2 separate regions of the Anser cygnoides genome follow, and region 1 is linked to region 2. The links are chromatin contacts, called in public Hi-C maps. All regions are on one chromosome and are shown on one strand. The core of a region is the stretch at or near the end of the contact, and the rest is flanking DNA. Distances in the headings are between cores, read along the strand shown.

Evidence for each region. Hi-C and Micro-C count contacts between places; a contact is called where the count stands out from the background.
Region 1: a Hi-C map of liver shows a contact between it and region 2, with 10 times the contacts expected there. The contact joins the promoter of MLXIPL here to the promoter of DNAJC30 in region 2. A contact is called at or near these places in 2 of 7 Hi-C or Micro-C datasets (both in liver).

The regions. Positions count from the first base shown.
Region 1 is chr18:1,352,368-1,357,092 of Taihu_goose_T2T_genome, forward strand. It overlaps MLXIPL (MLX interacting protein like), which reads right to left and starts at 2,438. Exons shown (of 16, transcript XM_048050094.2): 1 at 1,934-2,438. The coding sequence starts at 2,229.
Region 2 is chr18:1,170,471-1,175,146 of Taihu_goose_T2T_genome, forward strand. DNAJC30 (DnaJ heat shock protein family (Hsp40) member C30) reads right to left here and starts at 2,863. Exons shown (of 1, transcript XM_066979400.1): 1 at 1,742-2,863. The coding sequence starts at 2,863. The coding sequence ends at 2,237. BUD23 (BUD23 rRNA methyltransferase and ribosome maturation factor) reads left to right here and starts at 2,917. Exons shown (of 12, transcript XM_066979398.1): 1 at 2,917-3,013; 2 at 3,336-3,373; 3 at 3,480-3,575; 4 at 3,749-3,831; 5 at 3,930-4,026. The coding sequence starts at 2,966.

The DNA of each region.
Region 1 (4,725 bases), core at 1,188-3,687, 180 kb after region 2:
CTCTACAGTCAGGGTCCAGTCTCGTGTGTGGCGAAGCATATCTAGCGCTTCATTGCAGGTCCAAGTTTACCTGAACCTGAGCTCTGATCAATACTTCTTGTCGATCTGTTTTTAGGATGCTGCAAAGCTGCAGAGCACAATGGCTGTGAGATGGAGGAGGGGAGCATGTAAGCATGGAAGGGCCTCCAAGAAACAGAAGAACTGAGCATGGATTTGGGTATCATCTAATGTCAAAATCTCCCTGCTGTATTCCACGACTGGCAGCTGCCCTGGCTCCAGGGCTGACAAAGATGTGCTCTCACAGGTGCTGAGCAAGACCTAGTCTTGCGCCAAGACAGACAAAAGACTTCTCTAATGTTCTGGGCTCTGGAGTGGCCACCAGTGGTGGCAGTAAAACTTTGTAGCTGATGTGGATCCTCCTCACTGAGGGCTACTGTTCAATTGCAGTTATGGTTCGCCATGCTACTGGGCTTGGGGATGGTTCATGCTTTGTCATGCAGGAGGAAAGTGAGGCCCAGGAGTCTAAGGGGTACAGATGTCTGGAGGGATGGAGTCATGTCTGCAGCAAAAGGGCCAGTCCTGGCTCTTCTGGTCTGCTCCACCTGCCAAAGCACTTGCACCAGAGCTCAGGAGCACATGGAGGCATCTCAGGAGTCAGAAGCCTACACATTCTGGGGTGCAGCAGTGTCTGCTCCTCCAGCCCCATGCAGCAAGACTCACAGTAAGGCAACTGTGGGGCTGGGAGAGCAAAGGAAAGTGAGGCTACTCATTGCATGAGTAGCTGGCAGTAAGTGCAACCAACCCTTGGCTGGGCCACTCCATGCTGAAGTTCACCATATTTCTGCAGAGCATCAGCGTCACCAGCACCTCTGTGCCTCACCAACTATGAGCAAACCATGCAGGCTGGCACACAGACGCATGGCGATGGGCCAAACGTACACAGCTACGTGGCAACTAGTACCCTGCGCAGTACTGTCACAGCACATGGCGTCACCAGGACTACTCTGAGACTGACCACATATGCCACCATGCCAAGCTCCAAAGGACTTCAAGGCACACCTGAGAGGCCAACGTGGGACCAGGAGATGGGCAATTCTTCAAAGCTGTTTTGTCCGTGTTTTATCTTCACAAGGCATCAATAGGTAATCATCGATCCAGGTTTTCACTTGGATTTTTGGGAAAGCTGTGCAAATAATTTTGCACTGAGGTCTGTAGAGCAAGTCACCCTTTGACAGGTCACAAAGCCTTGAGGTCTTTGTGGAAGTGGGGAGCTGCCTCCAAGAACATGGCCCAAAGTGCTAAGAAACAAGTTGCAGGCTCTCCTGTTGTCACCGAGGAGCTGTATGTGGGGTGAGCACGTCCCTCGCACCCTGGGCTTGGGTGATTTGTATGTTTGGGGGAACAACACAGTCACCCATCTGGTTTTGCTGGAGAGAAGGGGGGAAGCTTTCAGCAGGTCCTGGACAAAGCCCTGCGCAGCCATCCAGGCTGGAGTGCTGCCACTGCCACATGACCTAGAACAACTTTGGGACAAGTGGGCACAGCTCTGGGCTGTATTGCCAAAGACTAAGTGTTGTCTGCACACAGGTTACTGCTGCTCTACAGAGTGTGCAGGGCCGGGGTGCAGGGTGCTGCAGACAAGTGCAGTAACTCCAAATCTCCTGATGGAGGATGGTTAAGCTACGTGCGAAGAGAGGAAGAACTCATCTGGCTCCATAGCAGTTCTCCAGCACCAGCTCTTTTCCCCTGAAACCTCCCAGGATGGCGTTCTGTGAGCAGATGCCCCACTAAAACCCAATGGACAAGCAGATGAGGTTCCTGGAGATGGAGCAGCGCTGGGGGAGCCCAGCCTTTCCAGCGTGCCAGACTCACGCCTTCAGAGAGCTGGGGGATCAGTGAGACACATGCTGGGCGCGAGGGCTCTCGGACTCACCTGTACTCTAGGCTCATGCACTCAAAGAGCCGGGTCAGGGTTGGGTCGATGCTCCGCGGATCAGCCGCCTCAGGCTCAGCATGGCGGTGGCGCCGACGGGGCAGCGAGTCGCTGTGCGGGGACGACACCATGAAGTGGCCACTGTGGATGACCTGGGAGGGTTTCTGAACCCCAGCACCAGGCCCTGCACCACCCATGGTCGCATCCTCAGAGTCAGAGTCGAAGTCGGAGTCAGGGCATGGCCCAACGAGGGGCTCCGGGAAGGGTCCTGGGAGCCCCACCTGAGCTTGTGCCATTGCCCAGTGCCTGCTGCAGGAGCCACACCAGCTGAGAAGCCCTTAGTAGTCTGCCCCAGCACTGCAGTCCATATCCTGGCAGTGCCCGAGCCCTACAGATGCTGCACTGGCATGGAGCACGCGCTGTTGCCCTCCCCAGCAGTGCACAGGCACCTCCTCCTCAGTGTGGCTCGCCCCACCCCTGTCCCTGTCCCACGCCGTCTCCTCCACGCCGCTTGGTTCAGCTCTGGGTTTGCCAGGCCAGCTCTCTGTGAGCCCTATTTATAGCAGTGGCAGTGATCCCGCCCATGGCGCACCCACAGCCAGGCCGCAGCGCTCGCCACAGGCCACCACTAGCCACAGGTGCTCCAGCTCCGTGCCACTGCCATGCTCTCACCGCGCGCCTGACTGCCCTGGCTTTTATTTCCCCCCCCCCGCAGATCTGGGGAGGATCGGCTCCAGGTCCCCGGCCCACCCCTCGCCAGCAGGGCTTGCTGGCAGGAGGAGCACAGTCAGCTCTGTTTACCCTGGGCTAATCGCTGCTCCCAGTGCACCGGTGGGGAGAGGAGCACACGGTATTTACCTAGTGCCTCTGCCCTAACGTGTCTCCCTGCACTTCCAAGGGAACAAATACAGATTAAGGGACACAAACAAGTAAAATTATAGCAACGGGCATCCAGCTCAGCACAATGCACACCGAGTCACTGAGCCGTGCTACGAAGCTGTGAAACAACTGAGGCAAAAGCCTGCTCCAAGACATGACCCAGCAGGAGAGGGGATGCAAACACTGTGTGCGAGACCCACGGAGAGGACTACGATGAGCTCAGGTGCTCAGGATTCATGTACCTTGTAGGCATGCGGTCCTTAAAGCCGATTGATTCCCTCTGTGGCTGTGGTGGCCCAAGGGAAGCAGCTAGGCAGGGCTCCTGCCCATGCCTCTTCTGGGCCCAGAGATCATCTGGTGTAGCTGATCTTTGATAAATGCTGGGAGTTTTTGCCAGGGCTTAGCATTTCCCATGCCAGCTAGACCTGTGCCACAAGCACGTCCTCACTGGCCAGAGTCACATGGGGATAAAGTAGATATAATTTTAAGTTTAAATCATTTGTTTTATATCTAGTATCTGGCAACTTCTTCCCACAGCTCTGTAATCTGACACAAGCATGGGCGCCTAGAAAGCACCCAGACATATCTTTTGGATGCCCCCAATGAAAACTTGGGATAAACAGTTGCATAAAGCTAACATCAGGTGGCCTCAGGCATCTGAACTTTAATCCAGCTCGCAGCTGGAGCTGAACACCCTTTGTACCACAAAGGTGGGTCCTGCCAGCGCTCCAGATGAGTGAGCAGCCATCCGGAATATTTTGCAGAGCTGGAAGATGAATATGCACAAATAGTTGCTTTGGATATTTTTCTCACTGATTGATGCAAACCTCATTCAGGAGACATTTCTTCATTATCTAGGCAGGTCTACATTTTTCTGTAGCTCTCTTTTTCCCCTTTGTGATTTATTACAAATGTGTCAGCTTGTCCCAGGCTGCCTGTTGATGCTGAAGAGAGCAGCAATTTAAAAATTACTGTGTGCAGTCATTTGAGAGCAATAATGGCATGTGGGTTTCCTGGGAAACTAAGAATTAGGCAAGGAAATAAGAGAAACAAAAATATTGGAGACACTCAGGCTTTCTGAGAGCACTCCTGTGCCAGGACCACACTGTGCAAAAGGGACTTTTCAGGTTTTTCCCCAGGATCATTTGCCATCTGTTCACCTGCTACAGGCAGACTTGGGTTTTCTGGATCAACAGATGTCTAAGGGAGGCAGAGAAGTACATCAGTGAGGCTTTTAGGGACATTGTAACGTGCTCATCCCCAGTCCAACAGCGCTTGCACTTCAGAGGAGGGAAAGTTTATGAGTGAAGGACATCCAGGCTGGGGAAGGGAGAGACAGACCGCACAGAGGGACCTTCCCCAGCAGTCAGTGGCCCAGGTATGGCCCAGATGTCAGCCCTGTGGGAGCAAGGATCCCACACAGGAATGAGCCATCTGTATCGCTGAGGGATTTTGTAACTGGCCCTTTGGATCCCACATTATGAGATGCCAATTACAGCTATATGGATGCAACACAGTCTCTGAGAGAGATGGTGTGGAAGCTGTGGTCCTTGGTGCAATGCAAAAGGGATGTCCCAAAGGGGCACTGCCACATGGGAGGTTAAAGCTCCAAGTCCCTGGAGCAATTCTCTAGAATGATCCCAACACTGAGCACTGAGGTAGGGTGAAACAGCTGCAGTGCTCACTATGGGGACACTACTCATAGTGCAGAAGTGGCAGTGGAGATGGTTTCCCTCATTTGAGCCCTTGTAAGGGGTGGTGGAAAGAATTCAGAATGAAAAGTCAGTGCAAAGAAGTCACAAACCTCACTCACTAGATGAACACTGCCAGGAGCCCTAACCAAACTCCATCAGGACATTTCTGATCTGCTCACAGTGGGATGTGATCTGCTACTTAGCTACCAAGGGAATGGA
Region 2 (4,676 bases), core at 1,613-4,112:
ATTTGTTGTTGTTGTTGTTGATTACTGCTTATTGTTTTTGTTTGTTTTTTCTCTATTAAACTGTCTTTATTTCAGCCCATGAGTTTTTGGTCTTTTCTTACACTGCCCAAGCCACTCACAGTTAGGGACATAGATTAGCTCAGCTTTGGTGTCTGGATACTTCACCCTCCAATTTCAGACACAAGCACCAGGCACAGAGCAAGAGAGCCAGATGGCTTATAGAAGTGCTTCTCTACCCCCAGCGTTAAGCAGGGAGCACACTGACTAGTCTCAGTTCCTCCTGTTCTGTGCAGCACCAACCCACTCCCTGCCTTCAAGTCAGTTCATGGCTGGATACAGGGCTTGACTGCAGGAACAGCCCACAGCCCTGGGCCTCGGCACTATACACAAAGATCAATCTTGAAGACAAGTGTTTGGCAGGGCTGCCTTGAAAACCTTACAACCCATGATACCAGGAACTAGAGATGTATTCCTGTACAGTACCCACTGCTTCGCATGGCTGTTGCCAAGCTCTTCCAGTCTGCAAGAGACTGGCCAAACTCTGACTGGGAAACAGCCTCTGGTCTTTCAAGAAACTTGCCTTACAGCACAAAAATGCATCAGTGATGGCACTCGCCACAGCTCTAGAGGCTTTCTGTTCATAACCAATTTTGAACACCAAGCTCCCTCTGCCCTTCACATGTTGATGTTTCAGGACTATTATCCCACATAGAGGGGGTGGAACAACAACCAAAGAGGATCCTGGAAAGCCCTCTATGTGCTCCCAGGCTGAATTTCTCCAAACACGCAGCACTTTTGAGCGCCTGCAGTTGGAATTAGTAAAATTATTTCCAGAAGAGGCAGAAAACTCTCCTATAGCAGCATATATCCTGCACCGGTACACATTACACTCTGACATGCTACTGCGTAAGGCTCAGTTCAGTATCACGGAACTCCACAGCTGGAAAATGTTAGGCATTCTCCTTTCACAAGTTTATATTGGAAGAAAACATAACCCGGGGTCACTGCAGTGAGACGGGAGGGTTCAGCTTCTGCACAGAAGGTGCAGCCAAGCCCACCAAATATAGTGCAAAGCAATGCAGACAATACCTTTGGCATGCTAAGCATTGCAATACCATGTTATAGCAAACTTCAGTCTCTTCAAATAGTACAGGGGAAACTTGCACCAAAGGAAACACAGAAGCTCCTAGAGACAATCTTTCCTAAAACATTCATTTCCTAAACATTTCCTAAAATGTTCCTAAAACACTCTGTACTTAAATAGGTAAATACTCTTCTGTGCAAATGATGCTTAGACACATGCAAAACACAAGTAACACCACTCAGTGTCCAGAAGCGTACTGCTCCAACCATAAAGGCCTATACGAGATAGTCTTGTGCAAAGTTCCTAGCAAGCCCTAGACAGGACAGACTGTTCTGAATACCAAAGTATTTTGGGCAGCATCTCTAGGTGGTGTCACACGCTGACTAGGACATGGTTTCATTCTTGTAGGACCAGGTTTCATTCTTGTAAGGCTGCTGAAGCTGAAATTTCTGTAGTCGCCACAGAGTGAGGCAAATCCTGAATGGAGACAAAGGCAACGATGAAGTCTGGAAACCAATGCTCCCAAAACGCCCCAAATATATAGTAAGAAGTGTGAAAGCATGGAGGTGGCTAGTTTCAGATTAACGGAAAACCACAGGGAGTCATTAGTCAGCATTGGCAAGAGCACCCCCTACAAACACACACAGCACACAAACACCATTGTCAATCATTTAATCTCCACTGCGGCTCAAGAGAAGACACGTGGTTCCCACCAGGGTCAAAGAGCAGCACTGATGGTGGAGACATGTCAGAGTCCACAAACCAAGGTCCACGAACCCATCAGGCACAACATCTGCAGGTCATACTGGCAGAAGGGGCACGCTGCAACCTATCGAGAAGGGCCCACATGTGATACCCAGTGGTCATACAGTATCTGCAGGTCACACTTGCAGAGGTAACACATCACAGCCATGTACTGTGGCCATGCACTGTCTCTAAAGATCACGGCAAAGGGGACAGGTCACAGTCTGAGGAGCTGAGCCCACATACAGTGCCTGCTGGTCGCACACTATCTCTGAAGACCGCACTGGCAGAAGGGCCACGTCATGGCCTGAGGAGCTGAGCCCAGGCATGACGTGGGTGCAGGGGCCATGCCCACCAGTGAGCTCCGTTGTCCTGTTGCAGCGGCGGAGCTGGGCTGGTGCCCACGCGTTACTTGAGGCCGTAGAGCAGAACGACGCCCAAGAAAAACAGGAGCCCGACCGAGAGGTCAGAGACGAGTTGGAAGCGGCCTTGGGCCGCGGCCTCCTCCCGGCGGAGGCGCAGCTGCTCCCGCCGCGCCCGCAGCGCCCGCTCCCGCTCCAGCTGCTCCCCGTAGTGCGCGCGGTAGAAGGCGTCGAAGTCGAAGGGCGGCGGGACGGGCCCGCGGGGGGAGCCGGAGGCGGCGGCGCGGGCGGGCGGGGGCTTGGGGGCGGGCGGGCGGCCCGAGGGCTTGGGGGCGCCGCGCACGTCCTCGCGGCTGAGGACGCCGCGGTCGTACTTGCGGCGCAGCGCGGCGCTGCCCAGCACCAGGTAGGCCTCGCTGACGGCGGCGAAGCGCTCGGCGGCGGCAGCGCTGCCCGCGTTGCGGTCGGGGTGGTACCGGAACGACTGCTCGTAGTACGCCGTCTTGATCTGCGCCTGCGTCGCCGTGGGCGGGACGCCCAGCACCTCGTACAGGTCGCGGCGCGGACCTGAGGCCTCGCCGCATCCCCGGTGCCCGGCGCGGCCCGGCGCCAGGCCGAGGCCCGGCGCGGCGAGCAGGAGGCGCCGCAGGCGACCGAGCGCCTCCAGCTCCATCGGGCCCCGCCGTCTCAGCGCCCGCGCGCCGCCATCTTGGGTGCGGCGCGCTCTGCGCCGGCGCCTCGCGGTGACGTCGGGGCGGTGACGGCGCGCGGCAGCATGGCGGCCGGCGGGCGGCGGCCCGAGCACCGTGGGCCGCCCGAGCTGGTGAGGCGGCGGGGCCGGGGCCGGGGCCGGGGCCGGGGCCGGGGCCGGGGCCGGGGCCGGGGCCGGGGCCGGGGCCGGGGCCGGGGCCGGGGCCGGGGCCGGGGCCGGGGCCGGGGCCGGGGCCGGGGCCGGGGCCGGGGCCGGGGCCGGGGCCGGGGCCGGGGCCGGGGCCGGGGCCGGGGCCGGGGCCGGGGCCGGGGCCGGGGCCGGGGCCGGGGCCGGGGCCGGGGCCGGGGCCGGGGCCGGGGCCGGGGCCGGGGCCGGGGCCGGGGCCGGGGCCGGGGCCGGGCCTCACGCCTCCCTCTCCCTTCTCTCGTTGCAGTTCTACGATGAGGTGGAGGCGCGGAAGTACACGCAGAAGTACGGCGGGGCGGGCTGGGCTGGGCTGGGCTGAGGGAGCGGCTGCGGGGCCCGGGCCCGGGCCTGGCGCGCCCCTTCCTGAGCCCTCCCTTGCCCTGCTTTGTAGCTCCCGGGTGAGGGAGATCCAGGCGCAGATGTCGGAGCGGGCCGTGGAGCTGCTGGGGCTGCCCGAGGACCGGCCGTGCCTCCTCCTGGACGTGGGGTGAGCGGGGCCCAGCGGCGGGGCGCAGCACGCAGGCCTGCGGGGATTCAGCCCGGCATGGCGCTGGTGTCTGCTGCGGACTAACAGAGGGGGATATCGCTGTTGGGCGGTGGCTATCCTAGAGCGTTGTCTGGCAAGGCCTGTGATCTGTTACCACCCCTTCCTCCCTTCAGCTGCGGCTCTGGGCTGAGCGGGGATTTTATCTCTGAAGAGGGGCACTACTGGATTGGCATGGACATTAGCCCTGCAATGTTGGGTGAGTGGTCTCTCCTCCCCTTTAGTGCTCACTTCACCTCAGAGGTGATTGCTGAAGGCATGAGCTTGGTACTATGAGCTGTCCTCTGTTCTGTGCAGATGTGGCTGTGGAGAGAGAGGTGGAAGGAGACCTTCTTCTTGCAGATGTGGGTCACGGCATTCCCTTCAGACCTGGCATGTTTGATGGCTGTATCAGGTGAGTTTGTGCACCTAACCAAGCTCTCTTGATACTCTGCATAACTACGTATTTTGTACTGTATACATGGTCTGCTTATGTTGCGTGACAGTTGACTGTGACTGTCCTTATCTGTAACTCTGTTTGCTCCATGCCAACTTGACTCCAGCTCTCTGGGACAAGCTGCTGAGATTCCAGATTGTAGAAGCAGCAGTTTCCCAAGAGATGCTTGTCTGTGTTTTGTGGTAGTGAGCTGGGAAGATTATTGAAATAAATAAAGTGAAGGTGGAGATAACATCAGGAGAGTTGAGACATGGACCTAGGATGAAAACCTAAAATATTCCTGTGACATTGACCTAGGGATTGACCTCACAGCTGAACTTGATGGTTGATTTTGAGGTGAAGGGGAAAGAAATACTTTTCTTAGAGAATACCTCATAAAGGTACTGGACAGGAGCAGGGGCTGTCTGTTACTGATCTGAATCAGTTTGGGATTGCTCATTGTCAAAACCTGTATGGCAGCTTGTGGGCTATGCAAGGGCCCCAACCAAGCATTGAATTATTTGAGCACCTGGCCTGGGGGAGATGTCTGGTGTTTTTGTTGTGCTTGAATAAGCTTGAATAACTGCTGTGCTATGTTGGGTTGTGGCATAGCTTAGGGAGTCTCAAGA